Regions from separate parts of the Ovis aries genome. Here regions 2 and 3 are each linked to region 1. The links are chromatin contacts, called in public Hi-C maps. All regions are on one chromosome and are shown on one strand. Each heading gives the region's core, a stretch centred on a gene start, on an enhancer-like site or on the middle of the called end of the contact. The rest is flanking DNA. Distances are from core to core; before and after follow the strand shown.

Region 1 (3,219 bases), core at 546-3,045:
CTGATTTCACAAAGGATCCTTTTTAACTTAAAAAAAAAAAAAGAAATTTTCAGTCAATTTCCAAGAAAAATGTTAATCTTTGTTAAAGGCCAGAGTGATTAGCAATCTAATAATAAGCAATCTAGTAATCAACATTTCAGAGGTAAGACTATCCCATAATATTGTTCGGCCAGACTTGTTGAAAATAACTCAACAGTATTTCTGACTATATTTCATTTTCTTTCATTGATTTAAATGATTGAAGGGTTAAACTATATTTTGCAAAAACACAAAATTAGAAATCAGATATCTAAACACAAAAAGAGCTATTAATATATAACCATATTATATTTGACTATATATGGATCTTAATGTATAACTAGGCTGGCCAGAGTAATATGATTTAATTATGTATATTAAAATATAGTCCATTTAAATATGCTCATAAGAATTAGTTCCAATTGTCACTCTGAAAACTGTCTTTCCTGTTTGGGAAAAATGTGTCAAATAATACAGCCAACAGGGAAAAATAATGTCTGGTGAACCAAAGTACTGTAACAGACAAATGCTTTTTTGATCTCTGTCACACATTTTCATTAGAGTCATGCAGACATTTGTGGTCTAATTGTGTTATGGCAAAAGCACCTTTATATTAAAAGGTTGAAGAGTAAATATAGATGTGCTTTTAAATATTAACAGCTGAAGGCTTTTTACAGAAAGTTAAATTGTATGACTGGCATCTATGGTTCCTTTAAAAAAATTTTTCATGGTCTAAAAAAGAAGTAAACAAAATGTCTGGCCTTTTGGAAGATACACAAGCGATACACTCGGTAAACTCGCTAGTTTACCTTTAATATCATTTCTAATCAGTAGAGGGCGCCCTCGTCTATACAAGACACGCATTACAAATGCAGCTTGTCCATGCAGCCAGTCACACGTCGTGCACCCGCATGCATACATACACACACACTCTCTAACACACACCATCCAGATTAATAAAGCTGCCATTTTTCATTGTTTTCAAATCACCTTTAATATCAGTTGATTTTAAAGCTTGGGGAAAGGAACGCATAGGCAGCACCCACTGGCAATATGTTAGAACATTTCTCTACCTAAAAATACTGATAGGTGTTTACAAGTTTCCTTCATTTCACTGTGACATTCCTCAGCTCTGATGTGCATTTGGCTGCTTTCCTGAATTCACACATCTCTGTTTGCTCATGTGCTTGTGCATTTTGCAGAAGTGTCACTACCCAAGCTTTGCAAACTAACTAAATCTTCTAAGTGATGCTGCTGAGGCTGTGTCTTTATTATGCCCTCCAAAACCTAAGAGTCAGGAAAACAAAAAACCTGTCCAACTAGTGATGTTTGCTTTTGATAGAAGTCCCTGAGCCCAGCTGTATTTTTCTCCCACTGAAAAATAGATGAAGACATCCTAACTGGGTTGACTTTTATTTAGGAGGTTTATTTTTTTCTCTCTCTCTCCTTGGCCTGTAGGCTAGCTGATTCACTGATCCATAACAAAAATGCCAAAACTATGAAAACCCCACTGGGGCAGAAATTTGTAACAGAAAGGGAATTTCTGGCAGGGTTGGAGTAATCTCGGGCTGCATCCCCAGGCCAGTTTTTGTGATATAGTTAAAAACTGGCTGTGCTGACAATGGAATCAACTGTTTAAACATCTTGCTGATTGTTGTCATGGCCCAATAGATGCTTAAAAGCATTGGTTTTCATGGACTGCTGGTGGAAACCTCTTATATCCAGCTGATCCTAGGTTATGACTCATATATTTTCTCAGCAGCCAGATCCAAGAATTCACTTGCATGCTCTTAGACAGACAGAATAGAGACCGTTTCTCCTGCTTTGTTGAACCACCCAGGCTTTTAAACCTTTCCTGCTCATTCTTGCTTCCAAGTACAACTGATTGTTTCTCTCTCCTTTGTGACCCTCCCAGGCTATCAATCTCTGTGATAATTTCACTTGCTGTTTGGGGTGTCTTATATTTCCACTGGCCACTCTAGCATGGAGTTTAAAAATGGGGGCATTTTGATAGTAATATGCTGTTTCATGCCCTCTATTCCAATTACTCTTGCCAAAGTCAAACCTGGGAAATGCTTTATCCCATCACTTAAATATTTCCGGTCGTTTCCAAAGATATCTGTCTCACATACTGATGAAAACAGTCAGATCTCTGATAATCAATGGATATTGTCATCCCTTCTGTTCAGGATTAGTAGAAACTCTACTATGTCAGGACTTCCCTGGTGGCTCAGACAGTAAGAAGTTCGCCTGAAATGTGGGAGACCTGGGTTCGATCCCAGGGTTGGGAAGATCCCCTGGAGGAGGAAATGGCCACCACTCCAGTATTCTTGCTTGGAAAATCCCATGGATAGAGGAGCCTGGCAGGCTACAGTCCACAGGGTCGCAAAGAGTCAGACATGACTGAGCAACTTCACTTTCTTTCTTTCTATTGTGCCAGAGATCTAAACCTTGCTTGATTATTCAGATGGGCTGCCACTGAAGCCCGTATTTTGATCCTCATCTCTAAAGCCTGTGTTGCTCCATCAGTTGATTACAAAACTGGAGTGGGAAGGAAGAAACACGACTAATCATAATTACTGTACCTCCCCTGCCTCTGTAGCCATGTAACACTATCCTCAGGGAGAAATGAAGGTTCAGCATTAGTAAGTGGCAGTCCCAGAATTCAAATCCAGGTCTTCTTAACTCTAAATTCTGTCCTTGTTTTGCAATTCCTATAATATGAGATAAGAAATTTATCCTTGCAAAGCAAGGATTCATAGCTAGATGAGTATGCCTCTGCTTACAAAACATGAGATAAAATATAATGACTTTACAGACTGAGATGAGGCCAATCTCAAGATATAATTCTAAACAAAGCCCAAGCTCTTTGTTTGGCATTCAAAGTCACTCATTCTATATGACCACCGTCCCCTACTGCACACTCCTGTGTTCTGATGGATGTTTGTTTACTCAGTAAGGCATGCCAAGTCCTTGCTCTGGGCCTTGGCTCATGCTGGTCCTCTCACATTTCCTTCATTCTAACTCCTCTTCAACCACTTGATTTTCACTCATACTTCAGGATCTTGCTCTTAAAGGACTCCTCCATTTACCTTCAGCTTTCTTTGCTGTTCTTGAAAAGCTATTGTTATAAGCTTCTTATTTTGCATTGATACATAGTCTCATATTATTCGGGAATTTTGCAAATGCATATGCTATTTT
Region 2 (3,108 bases), core at 190-2,689, 570 kb after region 1:
CTATGTCTGACGCAGGATGCAGCATGCTTGGGGCTGGTGCATGGGGATGACCCAGAAAGATGTTATGGGGAGGGAGGTGGGAGGGGGGTTCATGTTTGGGAATGCATGTAAGAATTAAAGATTTTAAAATTAAAAAAAAAAAAAGAACATTCTAAAGGAGATCAATCCGGGGTGTTCATTGGAAGGACTGATGCTGAAGCTGAAACTCCAATACTTTGGCCACCTCATGTGAAGAATTGACTCATTGGAAAAGACCCTGATGCTGGGAGAGATTGGGGGCAGGAGGAAAAGGGGACAACAGAAGATGAGATGGCTGGATGGCATCACCGACTCGATGGACATGAGTTTGAGTGAACTCCGGGAGTTAGTGATGGACAAGGAGGCCTGGTGTGCTGCGATTCATGGGGTCACAAAGAGTCGGACATGACTGAACGACTGAACTGAAACTGGGAACTGGAAGCTCAGCTTGGCCAACATTCAGGCTGGTTCCTTGCATCTCTGATTCTTAGTGAAGTCGCTCAGTCGTGTCCGACTCTTTGCAACCCCATGGACTGTAGCCTACCAGGCCCCTCCATTCATGGGATTTTCCAGGCAATAGTACTGGAGTGGATTGCCATTTCCTTCTTCAGGGGATCTTCCCAACACAGGGATTGAACCCAGATCTCCTGCATTGTAGACAGACGCTTTACTGTCTGAGCCACTCTGATTCATGGACCAAGCCAAAGGGCTGTTGCTACCTATGACCTGTTCTTCTCATGGCAGATTGCAGGTGCTTAAGAGAGGCAGAAGGAAGCTTGCCATGCCTCTTAAAGCCCTGGCTCAAAGCCAGCACACTGTAGCTTCTATGATAAACAGAGACAATAACTCACAAAACCAAACTTATAATCCACATTGCCCTTCTAAAATCCCTAGCAGTGCCCCTAATCAAACCAATCCCTATCTTTGATATTTCCTATTTCTTCAGGATAATCTGTATTTATTAATAACAACAGTAGCATGGGTATTTAACAAATTTGGTTTCCATATTCACATTCTGAATCCTTTGAGGTATCGCTTCATCATCTTCTTGGTACTGAAATTTGACTATTGAACACAACTTGAATTTTGCTTCATTAACCAGACCATTTGTTCTTATTAACACCCCCAGAGATAAAGGGCATCTAGAGAAATGCAGAACTCCACGTACGATGCATTCATGAACTGGAATTCAAAGTTCCTAAGCAATAGGGTTCTCGATACCAAGAATAGCCTAGCTGTTCCCTAGCCTTCTTCCAAGCCCCATGTGTTTGCTTAGTTAACACACTCAACTTTTTTTTTTTCTTTTTACCACTGCCAGCATTGCAAAGTCAAAATAGCTGTGGAGGAACAAGCTGTTCTGCCTCATGTCTCATCAACATTCCTTGCTCAGTGTATCAAAACACAGAGAGCACACAGCGCAAAGGCAACAACTCTAAAAAGTTCCCTATTGGGGATTTGCTTCCTGTGAAACTATCCACAGCTGCCTACTCAGAACAGAAGAAGAAAGGTGGGTCTCCCAGTTAAATCGAAATGAAGTCACAGCAAGCAAGTATGGATTAGTCTCACTGTGTTACTTGAAAAACAAAAATCATTATGTAGGCCCGCATGAACTAACAGCAAGTTAAAACGTGCACAAAGTTTTCTTTCCAAAGAATCAATTTAAAATTATTCAGTTCAGTTCAGTTCAGTCGCTCAGTTGTATCCGACTCTTTGCAACCCCATAGACTGCAGTACACTGGGCTTCCCTGTCCATCCCAGCTCCCAGAGCTTGCGTAAACTCATGCCCATTGAGTCGGTGATGCCATCCAACCATCTCATTTTCTGTTGTCCCATTCTCCTCCTGCCTTCAGTCTTTCTCAGCATCAGAGCCTTTTCCAATGAGTCAGTTCTTCACATCAGGTGGCCAAAGCATTGGAGCTTCAGCTCCAGCATCAGTCCCCTCAATGAATATTCAGGACTGATTTCCTTTAGGATTGACTAGTTTGATCTCCTTGCTGTCCAAGGGACTCTCAAGAGTCTTCTCCAACACCACACTTCAAAAGCATCAGTTCTTCGGCACTCAGCTTTCTTTATGGTCCAACTCTCACATCCATACATGACTACTGGAAAAACTATAGCTTTGACTAGATGGACCTTTGTCAGTAATGTCTCTGCTTTTTAAAGTGCTATCAAGGTTAGTCATAGCTTTTCTTCCAAGAAGCAAGTGTCTTTTAATTTCAGGGCTGCAGTCACCATCTGCAGTGATTTTGGAGCCCAAAAAAATAAAGTCTGTCACTGTTTCCATTGTTTCCCCACTATTTGCCAAGAAGTGATGTTAGGGGAAGTTATATCTGAAAGTTCTTTTTTTTTTTAAAGTCACTAAGCCAACATTATAACCCAAATCACCTTACAAGCCTCAGAAGGATGTTCATTTCAAATAGCAGTCATCCTATGCCAAGTACATAAGTCCATTTAAAGAAAGCTAGGAAGAAAGATTGATAAGATGATCACTGCCATTTTCATTCAGGCCACAGTTAAGCTAATCAACTTTGCCTTTAAGACAGAAAAAAAATCAATAGGAGAAAGACTAATCTATTTTTCCATATTTGAACATATGCATGCATGCACGCTCAGTCACATCCAACTCTGTGCGACCCCATGAACTGTAGCCCACGAGGCTTCACTGTCTATGGAATTTTCCAGTGGGTTACTGGAAAATACTGGAGTGGGTTGCTATTTCTTACTCCAGGGGATCTTCTTCACCCAGGGATGGAACCCACATCTCCTGCATTAGCAGGCAGATTCTTTACTACTGCACCACCTGGATAGCCCATTTGAACATATATAAAATTAAATATTCAATTTATAGTCTTTCTCTTATACATGATCTTATAATTCAATGAATATATATACCAACAAAATAGTTTCTATTAATATACATAGTTAAACATGAACTTCTAATTTAACATGACAATGGTTCAGAGTTAGAATTAGGATAACACTTGAACTAATACTTAATAATTACCAATATTATAGTTTACAGAGGAGTCACAATGAAAATAGCCAGAGAGAACATTTGTGAGATGGTAGTGATTTTTTTAGAATACTGGC
Region 3 (2,969 bases), core at 147-2,646, 620 kb before region 1:
ACTCAAACTCATCACGTCCATCAGGTCAGTGATGCCATCCAACCATCTCATCCTCTGTCATCCCCTTTTCCTTCCGCCTTCAATCTTTCTCAGAATCAGGGTCTTTTCCAATGAGTTTGTTCTTCACATCAGGTGGCCAAAGTATCGGTCCCTGAGTAGGCTGTCATAAACAGTTGATATGACAAAGACTCTGAAACTGTACTTATTAAAATTTAAATTTTTTCTTCTGCAGTGTGTTCAAAGAAAAGCCACCATCCCCTAAAAAAGAGAGAGTTGTGCTATCTGCAGTCCCAAGTCCCTGTTTTTGAGCTGTTATAAAATTGGCTTAATACCAAAGAAGATGTATTTTGACTATTGGAAAGATTTAAGAAATTCAGATGTGAGCTTCTGGCAATCATGTAACTTGATGAAACTTGTCTTATACCATGTCATTCCCTTTACTATGCACAGAGTTAGTTTTTTACCGTTCCCTTTACTATGCATGGAGTTAGATGTTTGAAAGGTAGGTTTTCTAAATATCTCCCTGGTTTTTAAGTTTAGGCATGTTTGGAGGCTTAATAAACACTTTCAAGTGCAGTCTCAAAATCAAAGATCTCTAATCTGAAAGCAGTTTCAGGCATTATCACCCCCAGAAGGGGAGTACCTCTACATACCAATGCCTCATCTTTCCTTAGGTTGTTCCAAAATTAGAAATTAAGACCCAAAATGCAAATGGGGTAAAAGAAATGCTTTCAAATAAATTCAAACTTTTTTGTCTTCATACTGATTCATACTGGTGGGAATTTTCTGTACCATCTCTTTGCTGGAGGGGAAAGGACTAAGGGAGATCTGACAAAGTCAAATGGCAGAAGCAACTGAGGATGAAGCATTCTGAGATGGAATTCAGAGAGCAGATTATATGTCCATAAAGATAAACTTCATGGCATTCGCTATTGACTCCTATCCAGCCCTGCTAAAGTAAACAGTTTAACTTACACTTTCTCCAAAATATTTTAATGTACAAGTCTAAGTGACTCCTCTTTCTAGGAGAGACCCTGCAGGGATATTCCTTTCCTTTTCTTTTCTCCACCTTCACTTGGCTCCTACACTGGAACCTCTGAACCTAGAGGAGCCTATGGATACTTGGATTTTTCTAACTGTGATCTGCATCGTTTTGAGGGCTGGGTGTCGCTGTTTGGCTATGTTTTCCTTTTACAAAGACCCAGTAAAATCTGGCCAGAGGGAAAAACAGATCTTAATTCAATTGTTTTGGAGGGAAAAAGTCATCAAATGCTTCTTTTTTTTTTTAAGTTTCACACGTCACCAAAAAATTACTAAACACAGAAAAAGCTACTTTGAGTTCTACAAGCAATGGTGTAACACAGGCACACCCAATCGAGATGAATCCCTGAAGAAAAGTATAATCACACTACATTTTTCCAGATTCCAACCCCCACAGCTGATGTACTCTGGGATGTTGCTCAAGCGTGGGACTGTTTTCCGGATTTCTCCCCTAAAACCCACATCCCTGCCTTTCTTCAGAAAAAAAAAAAAAAAAGCAAAAACAAAAAAATGATGGGGACAAAAGAAATTTGGAATCAATGGCTAAACATCTGAAAAGAAGTGAAGGGCCAAAGATCTGATAGAGTTAGTCTCTCTTCTCTTGTGGTTTTTTTCCCTTCCAAATCTCATTCCTATTCTTGGTTTACAAAGGCTCTTAATATTTCCTTGAAAAATTTATTCCTTGGAGAATTTGAGAAAGAAGATAGCATAGGCATCCATCCTTCAAGTCTCCATTTTAACAGAGGGGAAATGCACAATTAAATAATGCATGCTAGCTTAAAATACATTTAAAAACACTGAAAAACATAAGCTGGAGTCAGTTGTTCAATTGCTAAGTCACGTCCGACCCTCTGCGACCCCATGGACTGCAGCACTTCAGGCTTCTCTGTCTTTCACCAGTTCCCAGAGTTTGCTCAGACTCATGTCCACTGAGTTGGTGATGCCAACCAACCATCTCATTCTCTGTCATCCCCTTCTCCTCTTGTCTTCAATCTTTCTCGGCATCAGGGTCTCATATCCAATGAGTCGGCTGTTTTTATTAGGTGGCCAAAGTATTGGAGCTTCAGCTTCAGCATCAGTCCAAAACATGAGCTGGAGTCAGAGTTTCCCTCCAAGATATTGACTCATGGATTAGTATCATTCGTGGATCTCCATGATCTGCAGACCCAGAGTTGTCTTCATTAAGCACTAAGACATCTTTCTAAGCAAGATGCCATTTGTTACATGGTACTCAGGAAGAGAAATGGACTACTGTTCTGCATTTTGCTCATCTTTTCTACAGCAAGGGAAATGATAACTAGCCCTCCTCTTACAGCCGTTTTCACTCTTGGTGTTTTGTTTACACGTAACTTGTAAGTACTGGGAACATATTATACTTGCCATTTAAGATTATTCTGACTAAGACAATTAAAACTACATACCCTGGATGGATCTGTAAGCTTGCTTGATTTTACTTCTTGAATATTTTTTCAGTGACCCTTCTGTAAGTTTAGGACATAAGGAAGAAGCATTGAGTAGTTAAATACACATCCACAAAATCAAACTAGCTGTTACTCCCACCTCTGCTCAAAAATGAGCAAAGATCATTAAAGAAAGTCAAGGCCACAAAAGACTTCTTATAGAGGAAGGTACCTGAGGATTTCTTATAGAAGTTCCTGACCATCTGAGGAAGATAATTTGAGGCTAAAAGTACGCTTCTTTCACCAACTGGGAAGTCTATCACGTGTGATAGTATGAAAAGCTTCTACAGAGAATGATTTTATTTGCTTTTCAAGACACATCTATATGATAAGCTCCCAGGTAGAATTATTCACAAGCTCAAGTAAAGTAAACTGAGATGCATAGATGGAAAGGCCACAGAATTCCAAGCAAGCTTTCTGACTTAGGTGGCACTAATCTTTCCATTACTTTATGGTATTGAATCTCAG

The links. A called contact is a pair of places that touch in the nucleus more often than the background predicts.
Region 2: a contact with region 1 is called in a Hi-C map of tail adipose tissue, with 7 times the contacts expected there. The contact joins two enhancer-like sites. A contact is called at or near these places in 7 of 16 Hi-C or Micro-C datasets (liver, mesenteric adipose tissue, muscle and 3 more).
Region 3: a contact with region 1 is called in a Hi-C map of tail adipose tissue, with 7 times the contacts expected there. The contact joins two enhancer-like sites. A contact is called at or near these places in 3 of 16 Hi-C or Micro-C datasets (omental adipose tissue and tail adipose tissue).

The regions. Positions count from the first base shown.
Region 1 is chr6:94,989,692-94,992,910 of ARS-UI_Ramb_v3.0, reverse strand. No RefSeq gene overlaps it. Among named protein-coding and RNA genes, the nearest start is that of GK2, 140 kb to the right of the region's middle. Within about 2 kb of position 1,795, at least 3 of the 54 cell types and tissues checked have an H3K27ac peak or open chromatin away from gene starts, as enhancers often do. A contact at or near this core is called in tail adipose tissue, where this site is marked.
Region 2 is chr6:94,418,117-94,421,224 of ARS-UI_Ramb_v3.0, reverse strand. No RefSeq gene overlaps it. Among named protein-coding and RNA genes, the nearest start is that of PAQR3, 24 kb to the right of the region's middle. Within about 2 kb of position 1,439, at least 8 of the 54 cell types and tissues checked have an H3K27ac peak or open chromatin away from gene starts, as enhancers often do. A contact at or near this core is called in tail adipose tissue, where this site is marked.
Region 3 is chr6:95,610,983-95,613,951 of ARS-UI_Ramb_v3.0, reverse strand. No RefSeq gene overlaps it. Among named protein-coding and RNA genes, the nearest start is that of PRDM8, 27 kb to the right of the region's middle. Within about 2 kb of position 1,396, at least 3 of the 54 cell types and tissues checked have an H3K27ac peak or open chromatin away from gene starts, as enhancers often do. A contact at or near this core is called in tail adipose tissue, where this site is marked.